Regions from separate parts of the Zea mays genome. Here region 2 is linked to region 1. Evidence: chromatin contacts called from public Hi-C data. All regions are on one chromosome and are shown on one strand. Each heading gives the region's core, a stretch centred on a gene start, on an enhancer-like site or on the middle of the called end of the contact. The rest is flanking DNA. Distances are from core to core; before and after follow the strand shown.

Evidence for each region. A called contact is a pair of places that touch in the nucleus more often than the background predicts.
Region 2: a contact with region 1 is called in a Hi-C map of endosperm, with 4 times the contacts expected there. The contact joins the promoter of LOC100283870 here to the promoter of LOC100281539 in region 1. A contact is called at or near these places in 9 of 25 Hi-C or Micro-C datasets (bundle sheath, ear, endosperm and 3 more).

What each region holds. Positions count from the first base shown.
Region 1 is chr4:129,289,610-129,293,066 of Zm-B73-REFERENCE-NAM-5.0, reverse strand. LOC100281539 reads right to left here and starts at 1,580. Exons shown (of 2, transcript NM_001154457.2): 1 at 1,286-1,580; 2 at 1-640. The coding sequence starts at 599.
Region 2 is chr4:129,440,211-129,443,519 of Zm-B73-REFERENCE-NAM-5.0, reverse strand. LOC100283870 (phosphopantothenate--cysteine ligase) reads left to right here and starts at 1,883. Exons shown (of 9, transcript NM_001156768.2): 1 at 1,883-2,084; 2 at 2,224-2,347; 3 at 2,681-2,725; 4 at 2,884-2,969; 5 at 3,084-3,136; 6 at 3,212-3,271. The coding sequence starts at 1,967.

The DNA of each region.
Region 1 (3,457 bases), core at 331-2,830:
ACGCGATTCAGGGCAACAGCTTTGGAAAAACCGCCAATGACATACAAGTAACCATCAGCAACACCCACTGAACAACCGCAAAAGGGCATCTGGTCCAAACTGTTCCTGCGCCAAAATAAGCCCCTCACGTAATCAGCAATCCTAATGCTTGATCCCACAACATTCCACATCCAGAACGCCGAAGATGCTGTCCGATTGGATTCCTCCTGATTGACGAAAGAAGGCATCGGTGGCAACCTCTGCCATTTCTGAAACACTGGATCCAGGGCATACCAATGGAGCTTGTATGCCTCAGCCTTGGTCAGTACATACACCCATTCCTCACTTACACCAAGCTCTCTCCTCAGCTGGGAAAGTTCATAGCCGATGATTGCTGCCTTCCAGGCTCGGCAAACCAGCTTCAAGTTAAGGTAATGGATCCGTGGTGACCTTGCCAGGATCTGGAGTGAGAGCTCATCAGGAAGAGTTGGAATTATCCTTGGGTTTGACCCATACTCATAAGTAGATATCTTCACCCTCTTATTAGGATCTGTTCCAGATGCCTCATGCTGATCCATAGACTTAGCCGTAGTACTAGTAGCACTTAGAATGGAGCCCATCTGAACTTGATTTCTTCAAACCAAACAATTGGGCGCTGAAACTGGGTTTGAGAATAGGAGCTGCATGAGCTTCAATATATGTCTGGCATATGTAGTGACGGAGCACAAGTCTAAAAATTGTGATTAATATGCTACAGACATTTTAAGTCATCATAAAAAAGATTTCTGGCAAAGCGATAAAATACTTGAAAATGAACACATCCTGCAAACAAGATTTTGAGGAAGTCAACATCACTACCACACAATGTGCGTTCACAGATATGCTACTAGTATCATGGCATGTGGCCCTAGGAATATTGGCTTCGGCAACATTGAAATACGAAAAAATATCAATACCACATATATTTCATTTTATCGACTATTTGTACCCCTATGTAGGACTCTAACCCCAAAAATTCTCAAGCAGGACCATGAATTTAACTTCAAAATCCCCATCTCCATTCTCCCCCAAAGAAAAATAAAATCCATCAACGGGTCCTAAAATTCATGACAAATATAATGATAGCAAAATGCTCGAATTTGGCAACGCACGGTACGTGTTCCGCCAAACCTAAACAAGGCTAATTCATCGATCCTGGAAAAAAATGGAAATTCAAGATGGCTAAACAACGCACGGTACGCGGGGCCCATAATGGTTTTTGCATGAATCGGACGAGAAATTGGATGTTGACCGTGGTCGGGCTTACGGGAGGAAACGCCAGCACGGATCTCCGATGGGATTGAAGGAGCAGGAGAGGGCGAGCAGACAGCACGATCCTGGATCCCGGGTAGGGGTAGCCCCCTGGCGTCCACCGAGCACGACCCGCACCGCCGTGTCAGCAGGTAGTAGAAGCAGGCAGGCAGAGGGGGGCAAATCTGAGCACGGCGCAGAGAGGTGCGAGCCGGCAGCGGGGGTGGTGGCCGGTTGGTGGACACGGCTTGGTGGAATCCAGACCAGGAGAGGAGGGGTCAGCAGAGGAGAGGAGGGGTTTGCGTGCGAAGTGCGAACGGCGCCTTGCGTTGCGTACAGAGTGGAACCACGTGGACATCCTCGACCTGACGGTGCGGGATCGGTGACCTGGCCCATCGGCGGGCGGCGGGACGGCGGCCCAGTTTTGGGCCCTCGACTGCTTGTCAATGGGACCGATACCCTCGACTACTAGTTTTGGGCCCTCGGCGGGTTTAGGGTTTAGGATTTGGAAACCTCATTTTTTTAAAGGATTTTCATTTTTTCAAAAAAATAGTTTATTTTTTAGAAAATATAAATCCCTTAAGAAAATGGTATTTCCAAACTAGTCCTTAGAGTTAAGGTATGGACAAAATTTATCCTCATGGGTATGAATATGGGTTAAAATCTCACTCATTGGATAAACGGGTATGGGTATGACAAGCAATCGTCCAAACCCGATTACCTATAAATAATATTCACTATGTAAAATTAGATGTGCAACCTATTTGGCAATAAGTATAACAACTAACCCTACATCTTCTAACCTTTTTAAGCACCCATCCATCCAAACCCAGGCGGCCAGCCACCAACTGCCCCACCCACCAGTCCATGTGTCACTTTATTTTTGTTGTTTTGTATAGTTAAACAATGTTTTTCTTGTTACATATCAGATTTATTGGTGATGTATTGTTGTTGGTGTCATGTGGCTTTTAATGTCATATAAAATATAATGTGATAATATTTTTCTTGTAGGGGATGGGGATTCATTGAAGACCCATTGGAGACCCGATACCCGAATGAGTATGGATATGAGATGAATCTTATACCCATGATGGATGTGGTTATGAGGATGGTATGAATATAGTTTCATGGGGATGGGGTGTCCAAACCCGGTGGAGAATTCCCCATTAACACCTCTATATGCGAGCGAGCTCATACTATATCAAACTTATCTGTAAATAGTGTAATCTATAGTACAAAAAGTATTTTATACGGTCAATTACACAATCTAGTGGAGATGACCTTCACAAATCACAACACATGTGGTCAAGAAACGGGTTACCTAGGCTTATTTGATTCTGCTTTCTATATAATAATTATATACATTTTTATAATAAATAATTCTAATTTCTGTCTAATAAGTCTATATTTTTATAACAAATAATAAAAAGGGATTTTCATTATTGTATTCTATCTTTTAATACTTGCGCCACCACAAGAAAAAAATTAAATATAGATCTTCCACATCTTCTTCATGTCTTTATTGCTAAAAGAACGATTCAGGATCCGGATCTATAATCAATGACGACATCATTACTCAATATATTATAGCATTGTTATATCTTTGTCACACCTCGTTTTAAGGACAAAATTCGATGTATGCTATATATGTCTACTGATCAATCACACATATAGGGACAAATTATAGATGATATCAATCACAGCCTTATTACGTCGTGAATATTATCTATTATATGAAATATTAAAAGCATTAGCAAAAACATAAAAGATAACTATCTCTTCGATGAACATCCTCCATGCTCCACACGAAGCAACCGGTTGACACAAGAGTAGAAATCAGCCAAAGCATTACCATCTCTTACTCATCCGAGAATTTTTCAAAGAATTGAAAATAATCAAGGGTAAGTACTTTTATACTTAGTGTTAGTTTGGGAACCACATTTACCTAAGGGATTTCAATTTATCCAAGGGAAATTAGTTCATTTCCTCTTGAGAAAATAGAAATTCCATGGGAAAATAGAGTTCCCAAACTAGCCCTTAACAAATATAATATGAAGTTTATGAGGCTAAAAAGGATAGACTTAGGCTAACTGTGATAAGCATTTTATTGGGTCAAACTTTTGACATCATCTTACGTTCATGATTTAACCCAAATAGAAACCATATGATCAATACACAAGCAATACTT
Region 2 (3,309 bases), core at 634-3,133, 150 kb before region 1:
CGATTTCCACTGACAGTCCTCAATTACCCGCCTGTAAAAATGATGATTTTTACTGGCCCTAGTACCAACGGTTATAAGAAACGCCAGTAAAAATAGGTTATAACCGTTACTATAGAGCTACTTTGTACTCGTGTAAGTTAAGGGTCCAAACGTTAAGATTTGCCTAGAACCCTTCGAATCATGATCCGATGATGTCCACAGGTATCGTCTGTGATCATATTAGACTCTTTCTAGCAATAAAGTGTAAACGGTCCTGAACTTTAAATTTAGCGTCCACTGCCATTCTTTACTCGTCCAGCAACGACCGTTATATTGCGTCCTCTAATAAAATTTGCTGTTCGCCTTCTACACACGAGAGCTGTGTTCCAAACAGTATATAAAAGGCAGCGGCGGACCGGTGGTTTTAGCGGCTCAGGACAAATTTAAAATAGAGGCTCATCAATTTATTGTTATATAAAAATGGTACCAATATATAAACTCAAGACACATCTAAAAATATTCATACCAAGAAACAAATAAATAAAAAGATACATATTATAGTATTATCTTAAAAGTTATTTTAACATGTTTAAATAAGACCGGGTTGTGAACGTTTTGTGGCTGCTAATTATTCGACATTTCATTATTAAATTATTGTGTCTGATAGTCTAATTACTGAATGTATAGCTAGGTTCGGGGCCCTATATAATTGGGGGCCCGGGGCGGCGGCCCCTCCGCCCCACTCTCAGGGCCGCCACTGATAAAAGGTAGTGATGAGATGTATTTAAATATTTCTCATGCATGCAGTAGCGAAAAGGTTAAAATCAAAGTAGATTATGGTATCTAGCAGCAGGACAGAGAGAGTTAAATTTAGGGAACGTTGTTGAAGATGAAAACGATGTAGTGGATAAATTTTTTTATAAAGTGTTGTAGAGGACGACGAATATTTCTTTAGGTGATAAAATTTAGAAAATGTTGCTGAAGATAGTCTTGGTACTATCACTACGACCCAGACCCTGTCTTGTGTTTGGACTTTGGATCATACCTTTTCGGACTATACTCATAGCGGCTCATGGAGCGCTGGTGCCATGTCTCGCATTCGCATCCCAGCAGGACACGAATCCATGCACACGCAAGTAGCATAGATAATGGGCGCCGATAGGCCATTACCATTTACGGGCCATGCGCGCACGAGGCAGCGCCGCGCCTGACCACAGGACCAGGACGTAGTACGTGCGTACGTTGTTCTCCTCCACCTGGACGACGATCGTGATTCCCGGCTGTTCCGATCCAGTAACGACACCCAGCTCGGTCGATCGCTCGTGGACCTGCCCAACAAGCGTGTGTGCCAGTACGCCACCGCGTTTGCACTAATCAATGTGCTACACCTAATAAGCCAGGAATGATGGATGCGTGTGTTATTATTGGCTGCCTGTTCTGTCGTTCTTTGTGCTCAACCAGAAACGCAGGCTCTTGAATCTAGCTTGATGCAGTGTCACAAAGGTGCGTCGCCTAAATAGGTCCGGCCCCTGCCTAAGGAAAAAAAAACTCCCCCAGCGAGCAAATGGCATGCACGGTTCGGTGGTACCGGTCTCGCCAAATCTATCGAAGACGACGACATGGATCACGCACGCACGCAAGCAGCAGGGGCTATCCCCACCCCTCTTAGCTACCATGAGTTAATGCTGAGTTAATAGTGGTTGCAGGGTTCCAGGGTCGAGCGGCATTCAAGGCACGCACCGTACGCAGTGCCAAGCACGGCTGTCAAGCTGTGTTGTGTGTGTGTTTTTTCCAAATGCGCTCATCTCCTGATTTTACTCGTGTCTTTTTCTTTACAGCAAACCGCCAACTACGTTGGTAGTTTCCACTCCTTTAAATACTCTCCTCTTCCTCTCGTCGCTCCATCCATCGTCAAACCGCCCGCGGTCCAAAATCCAAACCCTGCGAGTGTATAGAAGAAGAACCCCCCACCCCATCGCAACCCGCAATGGTCGCGGCGGAAGATCCGGAACACTTCTTCGCCGCCTCGCCGCCGCTGCGCGACGCTGCCGTTGTCGCCGCCAGCCTGCAGGAGTTCGTCGCGCGCAATTCGCACGCATCATCAGGTAGCCGCGGCGCCGCCCTGCATGGGGGACAACGCGCGGACCGCGCGTGGGCCATTTCGTCGAACGAGCCCTTGACCGCGCGCTCTAGCTTAACCCGTGCGGCCTTTTTTGTTTTTTGTTTTTTGCGATGTGCGCGCAGACGGCGTCGGGCGGCGGCGCATCGTCTGCGTCACGTCGGGCGGGACCACGGTGCCGCTGGAGCAGCGATGCGTGCGCTACATCGACAACTTCAGCTCCGGCCACCGCGGCGCCGCGTCCACCGAGTAAGTTTCCTCCTCTCTTGCGCTCCGCCCCTCTTCGGATGCTCTCTCGTGCGCCGTGGTGATGACTGCCTTTCCCATACTCTGTTCTATATAACCCATGCCTTTTTTAGTTTTTTTTTCTCTTCAATATAATCCTTGAGAGATGATGCTTTACATAAGGTTATACTGGCCTGAACATATATGATGGTGTGCCATGCCATGTGATACCTCGTTAGTTTTGATATCTGTCTCATAAATGCACTGGAAGTATACATAGTCTCTGTCCAGTACAAGTTTGATGAACAGTAAGTACTGTCAAGTACTCATTCCCGTTTTTAATTTCTGCTGACACAGGTATTTCTTAAAGGCTGGCTATGCGGTCATTTTCGTCCATCGGCGGTAATCCACAAAGCTACATCAGCTGCTTCGTTGCAAAAACAATCCCACAACTTTTACTTCTCGTCTTTCAGCTTTATCAACTGTTCAGTATCCACATAATGCAAAAAAAAAGAAGAAAGATTCTTCACATAAATCCCATTATGCTTGCATGAACGCAGAGGGAGTTGCCAGCCTTTCTCCAGGTTCCTGCCTGATGACTCGTTTCTCCACTTCTTTGATGTCACAACAGATTCGAAGGTTCAAGGTTGGTTGGTAATTAATCTACAGCTTCTAGCTCAGATGAAAAGAAAAGAAAAGAAAAGAACAAATATCGCTTCCTTACTATGTTGATTAAAATATGTTATGCTTGTTTAATCAGTGGCCGAGTCCCAGGCAACGGTGGTAAAGAGAGCAATTGGGGATTATCGCAAGGTATAGCATCTGAACCGGGTACTGGCTGGCATACAGATGTGCCGATGCCCCTTGACTGAGGTGAACTTGTCGCAGGCTACTGAAGGAGGCTCTCTGCTGAAACTCCCATTCACCACGATATTTGAGTATCTTCAGGTCCTGCACATTTGCTTTGTTTCTTTGAGTCGAATGCG